Regions from separate parts of the Bos taurus genome. Here region 1 is linked to region 2. Evidence: chromatin contacts called from public Hi-C data. All regions are on one chromosome and are shown on one strand. The core of a region is the stretch at or near the end of the contact, and the rest is flanking DNA. Distances in the headings are between cores, read along the strand shown. Region 1 holds the start of CDK6 (cyclin dependent kinase 6). Region 2 overlaps CDK6 (cyclin dependent kinase 6).

Region 1 (5,586 bases), core at 469-2,968, 150 kb after region 2:
ATCCGGCCTGGGATGAGAGGAGACAAGTCGAAACCTCCCAGGAAGACTCTGTAGACACATGGGCTTCCTGAGTCTATAGAGGGCTTGGTATTTCAAAGGTCAGTCTTGGGTCTCTCCACTTTGGTGACTAATGTTAAATTGTTTGACTTTTCACAAAAATATTTAGCTATGCTTATTTACATAATCTCGTCCACAGCACACATACAGTAGTAGATATATATCTGTTGAAAAGAGCCCCTCGACGGATAAGGAGACAGGAAGAAGACCTCAAGACCTCCTTTTTCCAACTTATTATCTTAGACGTTGGTTGAGAAAGGTAAAATCACACCCTAATTTGTAGAAGTTTCCGGGCATTCCTTTTCAGCTTAAAACTATGCACCTCTGTTTAAAAAAGAAAAGGATGACACACCACACAATGTCAAACACACAATGGGGAAATTCCAGGATCACTAAGAAAACACCATTATCCAAAGTCACACACACTTTGGTTTAATACTGGTTCCCACACAAGAAACGCGGTAAAAACTGCTGCCTCCCCACCCGGCAGCACAGCCCACCCAGGAAAATCCTGGGCAGGACGTTTAGAATCTAAATATTTCATAACCTGGACTGACTGACTGGAGAAGAAGCCTAAGGACTATGCTCTCTTAGACACACAAAATAATACAAACAGGTAACATATTTGGAAGACATTTTTAAAAGGACACAAACTGGGCGTTGGCACTGAAGTCCTTCATCAGGCATCCTTATCAATATGCAATGTTAGCGAAAAGAAACTGTAGGTGTAATTGACAAAATTATTCTCAAGTGTTTCTGCACTTTCAAACCTCATTTATACTAGGCTATGGCAGAAGACTTTTCTTCCTACTAATTACCACCATACCCTGTTACCTCTCATTCATTCTCTCAAAAACTCCCCTAATGGCCAAGGAAACTACACGGGTGGGCTGGGGGTGGGGGGTGGGGGGCGCCCGTCTCAGGTTGCCTTGTTCTAGCCCCTAAAAGACATCCATCTTTCAGGACCTCTTTCAGGACGAACCGGAGAAAAACACTTAGAACTGGCACAGCAGCGAGGAAGGCTGCGCAGGTCATATTTTCTGACTGGTCTTTTTGCTCGCTGTCTGGCAAGATCACCAGCTCTGGCTCGTGGCTCTGTCGACAAAACTCACTCTCACTCAGTAAGGTCGACGGATGGCGCCATGCCTCCCCCGCCGTCCCCCCACCCTCCCGCACGCGCAGCATCTTCGTGGGGCCGGGGATCCCAGCCCCTCCCCCAGCGCACTGCCCCCGACGGCACGGGCGCCGATCCACCGCTCACCTGACCACGTTGGGGTGCTCGAAGGTCTCCAGGTGCCTCAGCACCGCCACCTCGCGGATGGTGGAGAGCGGCATGCCCTCCTCGCCAGTCTGCACTCGCACGCGCTTCAGCGCCACGAAACGGCCTCCGTTCTTCAGGTCCCGGGCCTTGAACACCTTCCCGTAGGCGCCCTCCCCGATCTCCGCCACGCACTCATACTGCTGGTCGGCACGGCTCAGGCCGTCCTTCTCCATGCCGCCCGGCGCGGTGCCGCTGGGGCGGGCGGGGGGCGCGCTCGGCTCGCTGGTGGCCGCCGCTCGCCTCCTCCCGGACTCCCCGGCTGGCTCCCTCGGGCCCCGGAGTTCGGTCTCGCTTTCTCTCTCACCCCCCGCCGACTACCGCGCCCGGGCGCTCGGACTCTCGCGGCCGCCGGGGCTGGATGGAGCGACCTCCCCGCGGGCGGGCGCAACCCTGGTGCCGCCGCTGCGAAACTCCGCCTGCTGAGTCGCCGAGGAGCGAGCCGATCCCTCCTCTTCCCTCCCCGAAGCGCAGTCCTCTGCAGACACCGAGGCGATTACATAGTCTCAGTCTCAGCCCGGGCGCGTCTCAGTCCACGGTCATTCCACCTAAAAGAGGAGACGGGAGGACAAGAAAAAAGTGTAATTAGACATCCCAGGCGCCTTCTCCGGGGTTCCTACAGGGACCCCTCCTCCTCCTTTACGCAGCCCCCATCGCTACCCTCTGCGAGCTCCTGCCCTCTCCCAGGCCGCTTAATCCTTCCTGGTTCCTCCGAGAAAAACGAAGTTACTTTTCTTTCCCTGCAGAGCTGGAGCCGTCTTCGCGCGGAGAGGTTGCAGGGGCCCCTCTGGGATGAGCGCAGGGCGCGGGACGCAGTGGAACGAGAGGGGGCGTGCCAAGCAGCCCAGAGTGTGCCGGGAGCGCGGGGGAGGGGAGGCGCCGGGCACGTCAATGTCACGGCTTAATATTTCCCTGTATCATTGTGTTGCGCTGCTACCCTCCCTGCCTACCGGGCCTGGACGTCAGGGGACAGGGGCTCCATGGGTGCCGTGGGGGCGTTCTGGGGTCTTGCGCAGCCTGGTGTGGAGAGACCTCGGGTCCGCCCGAGTGCGGCCGTAGAATGTGGGTGGGGGCTCCCAGGACCTTTGTAACCCGATGCTGGGAGTGTGCGAGAAGGGGTGGTCAGACATCTGCTCGGAAATTGCTTCCTTTCTTTCTACTTTCAGTTTTTCTACGAGGAGACATTTAAAAACGACACACAAATGGTCTTTTTAAGGTAAAAGAGTCTGGGTTGGAAACGGAATCCTTCCTCTGACTTGGGAAGACCTCCCTGGTGGAAACCCATCAGATCCGAGAGGGCGGGAGCTCCCGCTACTCGGGAGTGGGTGAGAGATGCCTCCCCCCGCGGTGTGGCGGCGGGGGCGGGAGGGGGGGCAGGTGAAGTCGCCTACCGAACCCTAAGAATGGGATAAAGAGGTGCTCGCCGCACTTCAGCTTGTCGTCTCCTTGGAGAACAACTTCAGAAGCAAGGCGGCATAATCGTGACTCGCCTTTAATTTTTCAACCGACTGCAACCTGAGCAAAACTCAGCCTCCCCTTAAAAAGGGTAAGGGTGGGGGGAGTAAAAGCTGAGCCTCCAGGGGAAAGCGAAAAGGGGTTGCGCCCCCGCGGCCAGGACTCGCGAACCTTTCCCCACTACCCGGGTTGTTCCCTAAGTAGGCAGCAGAGGTGGTTGCTCCACTCCCCTTTCAGCTTAAGGTCGGGTCCGAATAGCAGTCAGTGACCCCCGGAGCCCACCCCCAACACACACAACAAAACAGGGAAGGGGGGGGTCGCACCCTTCTTTCCCATTCAAACTGCAATCCAGGACCCAGGGGACCTCCGCTCCACCAACGCTGTGGCCTCCGCCGGACATTCACCGCTCCGACTGCGTGTCCGAAATTCCCGGAGCTCCTCGGAATTACCTGCCCCGCAACCTCTGGCTCTCTCGCCTTCCGCCAGGAATTAAAGATACAGACTGCGCGACCCCCGCGGTCTGCGGGCGGAGGGGACCGCGGAGAGCACCGGGCCCCTCACATTCTCTCCATTCAAAATTCTCCTTAAAAGGTGAAGGCTAGTCCTGGGGGCGGGGGTAGGGCGAGGAACGAGCCCCCCGAGCCGAGGAACCAGCGGTCGGAGCCAGGCCGAGGGCCACACAGGTAGCGGAGGAGCCGCGGCGAGCCGCGCCGCCCGCCCCCTCCCGCGGGCCCCCTCCCCGCCCCAGTCCTGCCCGCCGCCCGGCGGCGAAGGAAGCGGCGGGGACGTCCCACCCCCGCAGGGAGCTGCGCCCGCCGCCCCCGCTGGGCCCCGCACCGCCCGCCCCGGCTCTCCCCGCCTTGCTCCCCGGACTGTCGGCTCCGGCGGAGAGAAACGGGAGCAGCCGTGCCTCCCCCCTGTCCCCCGCCCCGTCCACTTTTTTTGTTGTTGTTGTTGCTTTCCCACGCTGGCTGAATGTGACTTGACCCCATTTCAAAAAAGTTTGACAGAGTGCTTCAACATTTCCGCATTCCTCCGCGACTACAAAGGCTGCAGCCGCCTCCTTCTGCTTTCTGTCTCTGCTCTCTGTCTTCACACTCAATGAAATCCTTCATGTGCCTCTCCCGAAGCCTGCCAAGCACCGCAAGGGTCGCCACCACCGCGGCGACCTGAGGCCGCCCCGGGGACCACGACTCCCGCGTGTACACACACGCAGATGCGCCCACGTGCACACTGACGGATGCGGGGTCGGGCCCGGAGGTGTTCACCCATGGGGCGTGCGTTTTAACGATATTTTAAATTAGGAAAGTAAACTAGGAAACTAAAGCAAGCGTCCATCCTTGCGGGGGGACTCCCAGCCTGGGCACTGGCCGCCGGCGTGCACTCCTCTCTTAAGTGCAGAACACGCCCGTGGGGGCTGCCAGCAAAAAGTCTGCGTTAACATTTATCTCGCGGTGGGGAAGGTGGAGCTCACACCCACACCTCGGCGAGATGGAGGGGGAGCTTTCGTGGGGAAATAAATACAAGGTACCGAAACACATTCTCTCCCGCGTGAGGTCCCCAAAAGCAGTGCATTTTAAACCCTGAATGTAAATTGCTCGGTGAGTTTCCCAGTGGAGCCTAAGTTCCGTTTGAAAGACTGGAGAAGAAGTGTTTGTGTGGGTGTTTGTGCGCAAGACTGTGTGCGAGCAGGCACAGGAGCTCGGCGTTGGGGGGAGTCCCTCGTGTGGGATGTTCCCCTCTAGTCAGATTAGGAGAAACTCCTGTAGCTCCCCCGAAACTGGCCCCTGTAACCACCCCTCCTGGATCGTAAGGGGTTAACCACAGCCGATTCCGAGAACCTACCGCCCCCCACCCGCCCCAGTCACCCCCACCCACCCTCCCCTCCGACCCGGGCCAAGCCCCCAAGTCTTCCCCAAGGACCACCCCCCCACCCCGCACCCTGCCGCCCACCCATCAGCGCGCACAGCGCCTCACCTGAGGGGCCCGGCCGCGGCGGGCCTCGCGAGGGGGCTGCGGGGACCGGTCGACCTTCGCACGTGTCCGCCGCGGCGCGGAGCAGGTAAACCGGCTCGAGGAAGGAGTTAGCGGCGCTCGCTCGGGCGAGGGGGTGGGCACTGCAGCGGAGGGCGGAGGGACGGCGGAGGGCGCCGCCCGCGCGGCGCGCTGGGGGCGGACGGAGGCCGCGGGGCTCCGGCCGGGGCTCGGGGCCCGAGCCGGGGAGGCGGCGGGGGCGGGGTGGGGGGCCCTGGAGGCCGACGGCCCGCGACCCTCCCGGCGGCCGGGTGGGGGGCTCGCCGCTCAGTGGCCAGCGAGTGTGCAAATTAAAGCCTTCCGGAGAGAGGGGAGGCGGCCGAGCCCCGGCTGTGCTCTGAGCCTCCGGCTCTCCGGCTCTCCGCTCCGAGTGGGGGGCGAGAAAGAGGGGAGAGCTAAATGAAAATTTCCGGCTTTCGCTGCAACTGGAGTGGGGCGACTAAAATAGGAGGCGTGAGAGGGAGAGTGGGATGTGTGGTCGGCAGTCGGCTGAGTTACCAAACCCAGGGTCGCCCAGAGTTGGGGTTTTTGACAGAGTGAGGCGGGCGGGGGGTTTCAGCAGTCACTGATGTAGACGGATGGGGAAAACACAAAACGACCAATAATAATCATGAGGGGCCGGTGGGGATGGTAAATACTAACACTTTCCAAGAAACTGAAAAATCAGACCAAAAAAATAACTTTATTAAAAAAAAATTGGCAGGACGCCTTGCAGAAAAGAA
Region 2 (4,947 bases), core at 1,217-3,716:
TTTTCTAATTAATTAATCATTATGCACTTCAACAATGTTTCTGTTTTTCATGATGGGTACATTCATCTTTAGAAAACAGTAAATGCAATAGATGCCTATTGAAAAGACTTCCTTTTCTTTTATGGTCCTTGGATTGATGCTTTCGCAGTTAGAGTCAGTCTTTCTTATCTAGTAATAAAAGCATTTAGTGCTCTCAGTTAGCCTCCGTGTACAGCTTTGGTCATATTGTCAGCTTTGATGGAGAGTTCACTGTAGTATGGTAGAGTCAGTCTTTAATATGAGACATGTTAAACAGGCAAGAGAAAAAGAGAATGCTATAGGAATTGAGAGAAACTTATCACAGTAAAACTGAGGCATGACAAGCCGATGAGCTAAAGAGTTGAAATGCCAGTCACTAGACACCTTGGGGATAAGTAGGGACCAAGACTTGATGCTACTTCCTGCTCAGGGTACAAAAGACCTGCTCATAATCACTTCTGCCAATTTCAGCCTATGGAGGCACACCCACGGTGTGAAGAGCAGCATCGGTGAACCTCATGCCCACCTCTGGTTGTCAGGGAGCTCATCATGCAGTACAGGGGCTACAAGGCTAGATGGAGTAAGAGAAACAGTCCTGGACTGAAATCTAGAGACCTGGTTTTAGCTCCAGATATATCAGTAAATAATATCTGTGTTTTGTCTCAAAAAAAAAGTAATTTGGTATCAATGGGCCCCAGGTTCCTCTCCTATAGGGGTTTCCCTGGTGGCTCAGACAATAAAGAATATCTGCCTGCACTGCAGAAGACCCAGGTTTGATACCTGGGTCGAGAAGATCCCTTGGAGAAGGGAAAGGCAACCCACACTAGCAGTCTTGCCTGGAGAATCCCATGGACAGAGGAACCTGGAGGGCTACAGTCCATGGGGATGCAAAAAGTTGGACATGACTGAGCATCCTCAATTATAAAATCCAGAGGTCACATGAGATTATTTCTAAAGTCCTTCCAAGCCTAGACTCCAATAATCAAGAATAAATACATTCTACCTGCTTGGTGAAGCTACCTGGACGTGGTGCTGTCAACCCATACAACACATCCAGGTCAGGGGTGCTGATCACAGAACCGTCACACTTTGAGAAAGGGAACTCTGATCAAGAGGAAAACGTAAAGGACCTTTATAAGTACACAACGGACTCTGTGATTCCATACAGCAACACTGGAATTCCAGAAGAGTTGGTGAAGAACCTCTAAGAGTCATTTCAGCTGAGAGGCAGAAGGCAAAGTCACACATCTGTCATCAACTGCAGCTAGAGGCTAGAGCAGAGCCTGTCTGCATGTCTGTGCGATGTGGCAGGGGCTGATGTCGGGCTTTTCAGAATCAAGCATCGTTACTCAAACAGGAATGTTTAGTGACTGACCTTTCTGTAGGCAAGCATCCAAATTTATTCCAAAATGGGCTCATAGTAGCCATTTCAGAAGAAACGGGTACGCTATTATATGCCTGCCTCTGAAATACACTTTTAAAAAAATGTCATGGGGTATGATTTTTTCTGCCCTGAGCTACTATTATAACGTATGGATTGATTACCATGAATTTTTCAGCTGTGTCTTTAGAAATCACTGAAGAGAAAAAAACTATTATATTAAATGACTGAAATGACATAAAATTACTTAAAATAGGTGAAAGGATATTAACCCCCCTACAAAATATTAAAACACTGAGGAAGGAGAAATTTAAGCTACGTATAATATTTCTGGAAATTCCACTTTTTCATGTGACTGAATTCATAAAGGTTATTTACAAGTTGTGTGGATAACAGACTTTTATAGAGGCAGGTATCAATGGCAGCGTAAGTATATGAATCATCTCAGTTTCTTTTCCACATCACCGAACAACCATGGTCCCAGGACTAAGACAACTTTATTTAAGTAAAAAAAAAAAAAATCCCTTCAACTTCTTAGATGGTGATTAAAGAACTCTGAAGTTTTAAAAAAGAAAAACAAGAAGCAAACGCTCAAGGTAATAAGTGCTTTCTTGTTACCAGTGCTCATATCCCAGGGCACTGGCTGGAGCTAAAGGACAAAGAGATAAGGGCAATATTGCTAGTTACTAACAAATGGCAGATAAAAGAGCTCTTCTGGGTTCTGATTAAGTGACAGCATTCTACACATTCTTTTGACTTGAGAAAGACAGGCTAAGAGCAGCGGCTAAGTTCCATGTGAAGCACCGCTAAATAAGCATATCTGCATGCTTCCACATTCCAGCAGGATGGGATCTCTTTCCTTTCCCCGAACAGAAACACGTTCTCTGTGCTCCCAGCAAGAACGCGCCTTTGCTTCAGCTTCCATTAAAAAAAAAAAAGAGCATAAGTGTATATGCTGAAAGCACAGAGAAGTTTTGTGCTGTGGGACGTGGTGGCCGGGAGCCAATGTTTACAATCCCCTGGGTGGGAAAGGCAGGGTGAAAGGCTCAGGACGGCAGGCTTTAAAAGTCTTTGCTGTTGCCGCCGGTGACCTTCGCCTCCGTTCTCAAAGCAGCTCTCAGGTTAACCCCTTGGATACTGTGTGTGCTGGGGCCGCACAAAGGAAATACCTTTCTTTGGAGGATACCACTCTCAGGCACATCGGTTTCTGATTTTGGCTGAGGCAGCTCAGAAACACTGGGCTGACAAGCATGCATTCAGTCCGCTTTCAGACCCATAGCATGTTGGGGCTCTGGGGTCTGGGTTTCGACATGGGCTGTGTTCTACAAAGTGAAAGTTTCCAGCTTCAGGCGACGGACTCAGGCTTACAAACCAGGGGATTGTGAAACATGAGCATATTTGGTCTCCTGGGGAGAAGGAAGCATCCAATTTATGCAGAAATGCTCTTTTCCCAGCAAGCCAATGAGAGGGCGCGGCTGGGAGAGTGGGGCTTCCTATAGGGATCTCCGGACTGGAAGAATGGTGCTTACAATTAAAGACATGCTAAATTGCTAACAGCCCGACTTAAAAAGCAGCCGAAGAGAAAAAGCCAACTGGAGAAATGAAAAGCGAGTCTTCCAGTTTTAAGTTAAAGCTGACCGCATTCCATTTATTATTAGTTGTTACCGTTTCGGTGGAAGAGAATTAATAAAGCTTTTATTCCTACTGTTAAGATGTAAAGATCCCACTAGAAAAAAACTTCCCATATATATGTATGTCTTTCCTAAATGACTCAAAAGATGTTATTCAACAGTAATATTATTTAAGACCTCAAAATGTTTTCAGGACACAAGATTTAGCTTTGAGAAAAACTGGTCTGATGTCAAGGACTTGTGTCTATTTTAACAGATGCTTTGCTCTACAAGAAGTTTTGTGGATTTAAAAATGTTTGGTACCTGTATATTGATCATCATGAATAATGTCGTCCCTTTATTTGAATGGACAGCACACAGAATTCCTGGGGTGTTGAAATGAATTGTGCAATTCTAATATCCAGAGTCTATGAATCCTTAACATGTGTTTAAGGTTAAGGGTTAAGACTTCTGGAGATGAAAGTGAAAAACACCAAACACTAGAAAATGTAACTGAAATGCACAAAAGTTATTAAAATAAGTTCTTATGAAAACCATTCAATCAAATATGAGACAGTAATAAGAGAGGATTTTCTCTCAGCATTTGGAGATGAAGTCATGGCCTTTGTGTTACCAGGCAGCCGTCTATAACATCATCAAGTATGCGTATCCTGTGGTTAGAAGTCCATCTCTAGAAGAATGGCGCTATTTGAGAATACTAGTCTTCAGCTTTTCTCAACTCAAATTGGTCTTAATAAGGGCTTCTGAAAACAGGTATTAAAATTTCAGCTTCTCCAAGAATGTTTAAGAGTAAACAAAACCACTATCTTGGCTTTCATTACAGACAAAACAACCTGTTCGACGGTAGAAGTCAATGGTGATTAAGTAAATATATTCAAGTCTAATGCAGACGCTAACTAGAAACAATTATTTTGAGAAGCGAAAAGAAACATCAGAGCTCCACACAATAGAAAAGATGTAATGACAGGCAAAGTTTACCGTGAGTTTTCCTTATGTCTGGCACTTCACTAAGAACGTTGCAAATTTGGTTGTTTAAATCCTATGTTGACTTGTGATGTAGGCACTGAATGTCTTGCCCATATTCTCGGGAGAAAACTGATGTGCAGAACACGCTAATAACTATAGGGAGCCACATGCTGGAGTCAGAACTTAAAGGCAGCATAACCCCGGGGGCTGCAGGTATGACCACTGGACCTGAGGGCCACACACACACACAGATCAGTAACACCACAACAGACGCCCCTACCAAACATACTTCACAGCTCTAACGGTTCAGTGCATGTTGTCATCTTCATGGTTACTGGGGACCCCCAAGGCTGACCAGTCTTTCAAGAAGGGAGTTGTGTTCAGCTGGAGATGTTCCATTTTATTACTCAATTAAACCAGTAACATGATTTCTAATCGAGGTCACAAAACTGCCATACTCTGTTTCTGCAACAGATTTACGAATATGTATGTATTAGTTTTGCATTTTTAAATGGATTTAAAGCATAGCAAAGGGGACTGTCCCTGTCAAAGATTTTCATGTTTTACAAACCAGTTGGGGAAGATTTTATTTGCAGGCTACAAGATCTCATTAATCCTCTGCCCCCCATCCTCGTACCCCAAGTTTTTAAGACATTGTCTCTCTTTTGTTTCCATCAATGAATCTTGTCTTTTAAAAAGACTGTTGGTAAATCAAAGAAATAATTATAGCCATCTTTTAGACAGAAATGAAAGGTCGCTTAAAAGAAGTCTTTGGCTTTGACTTGGTTTTTGAAGCAGTTTCTCAATGACCAAGAACCTAACAGCTATCCATGAATTTTAATTATTGCAATATAATTATTAGGAACAACCAGTTACAACTGAGCTTCTCCACACAGAGCATAAAGTTAAAACTGTACAAATGAAGCCAAAATATGCACAGCTAAAAGGAAT

What was found. A called contact is a pair of places that touch in the nucleus more often than the background predicts.
Region 1: a Hi-C map of liver shows a contact between it and region 2, with 2.4 times the contacts expected there. The contact joins the promoter of CDK6 here to the enhancer-like site in region 2. A contact is called at or near these places in 3 of 11 Hi-C or Micro-C datasets (liver, skeletal muscle and skin fibroblasts).

What each region holds. Positions count from the first base shown.
Region 1 is chr4:10,185,080-10,190,665 of ARS-UCD2.0, forward strand. CDK6 (cyclin dependent kinase 6) reads right to left here and starts at 1,719. Exons shown (of 7, transcript NM_001192301.2): 1 at 1,319-1,719. The coding sequence starts at 1,551. LOC112446321 (a long non-coding RNA gene) reads left to right here and starts at 4,802. Exons shown (of 3, transcript XR_003034253.2): 1 at 4,802-4,892.
Region 2 is chr4:10,032,020-10,036,966 of ARS-UCD2.0, forward strand. The region is part of intron 3 of CDK6 (cyclin dependent kinase 6); the gene reads right to left. Among named protein-coding and RNA genes, the nearest start is that of FAM133B, 110 kb to the left of the region's middle. Within about 2 kb of position 2,467, at least 48 of the 102 cell types and tissues checked have an H3K27ac peak or open chromatin away from gene starts, as enhancers often do. A contact at or near this core is called in liver, skeletal muscle and skin fibroblasts, where this site is marked.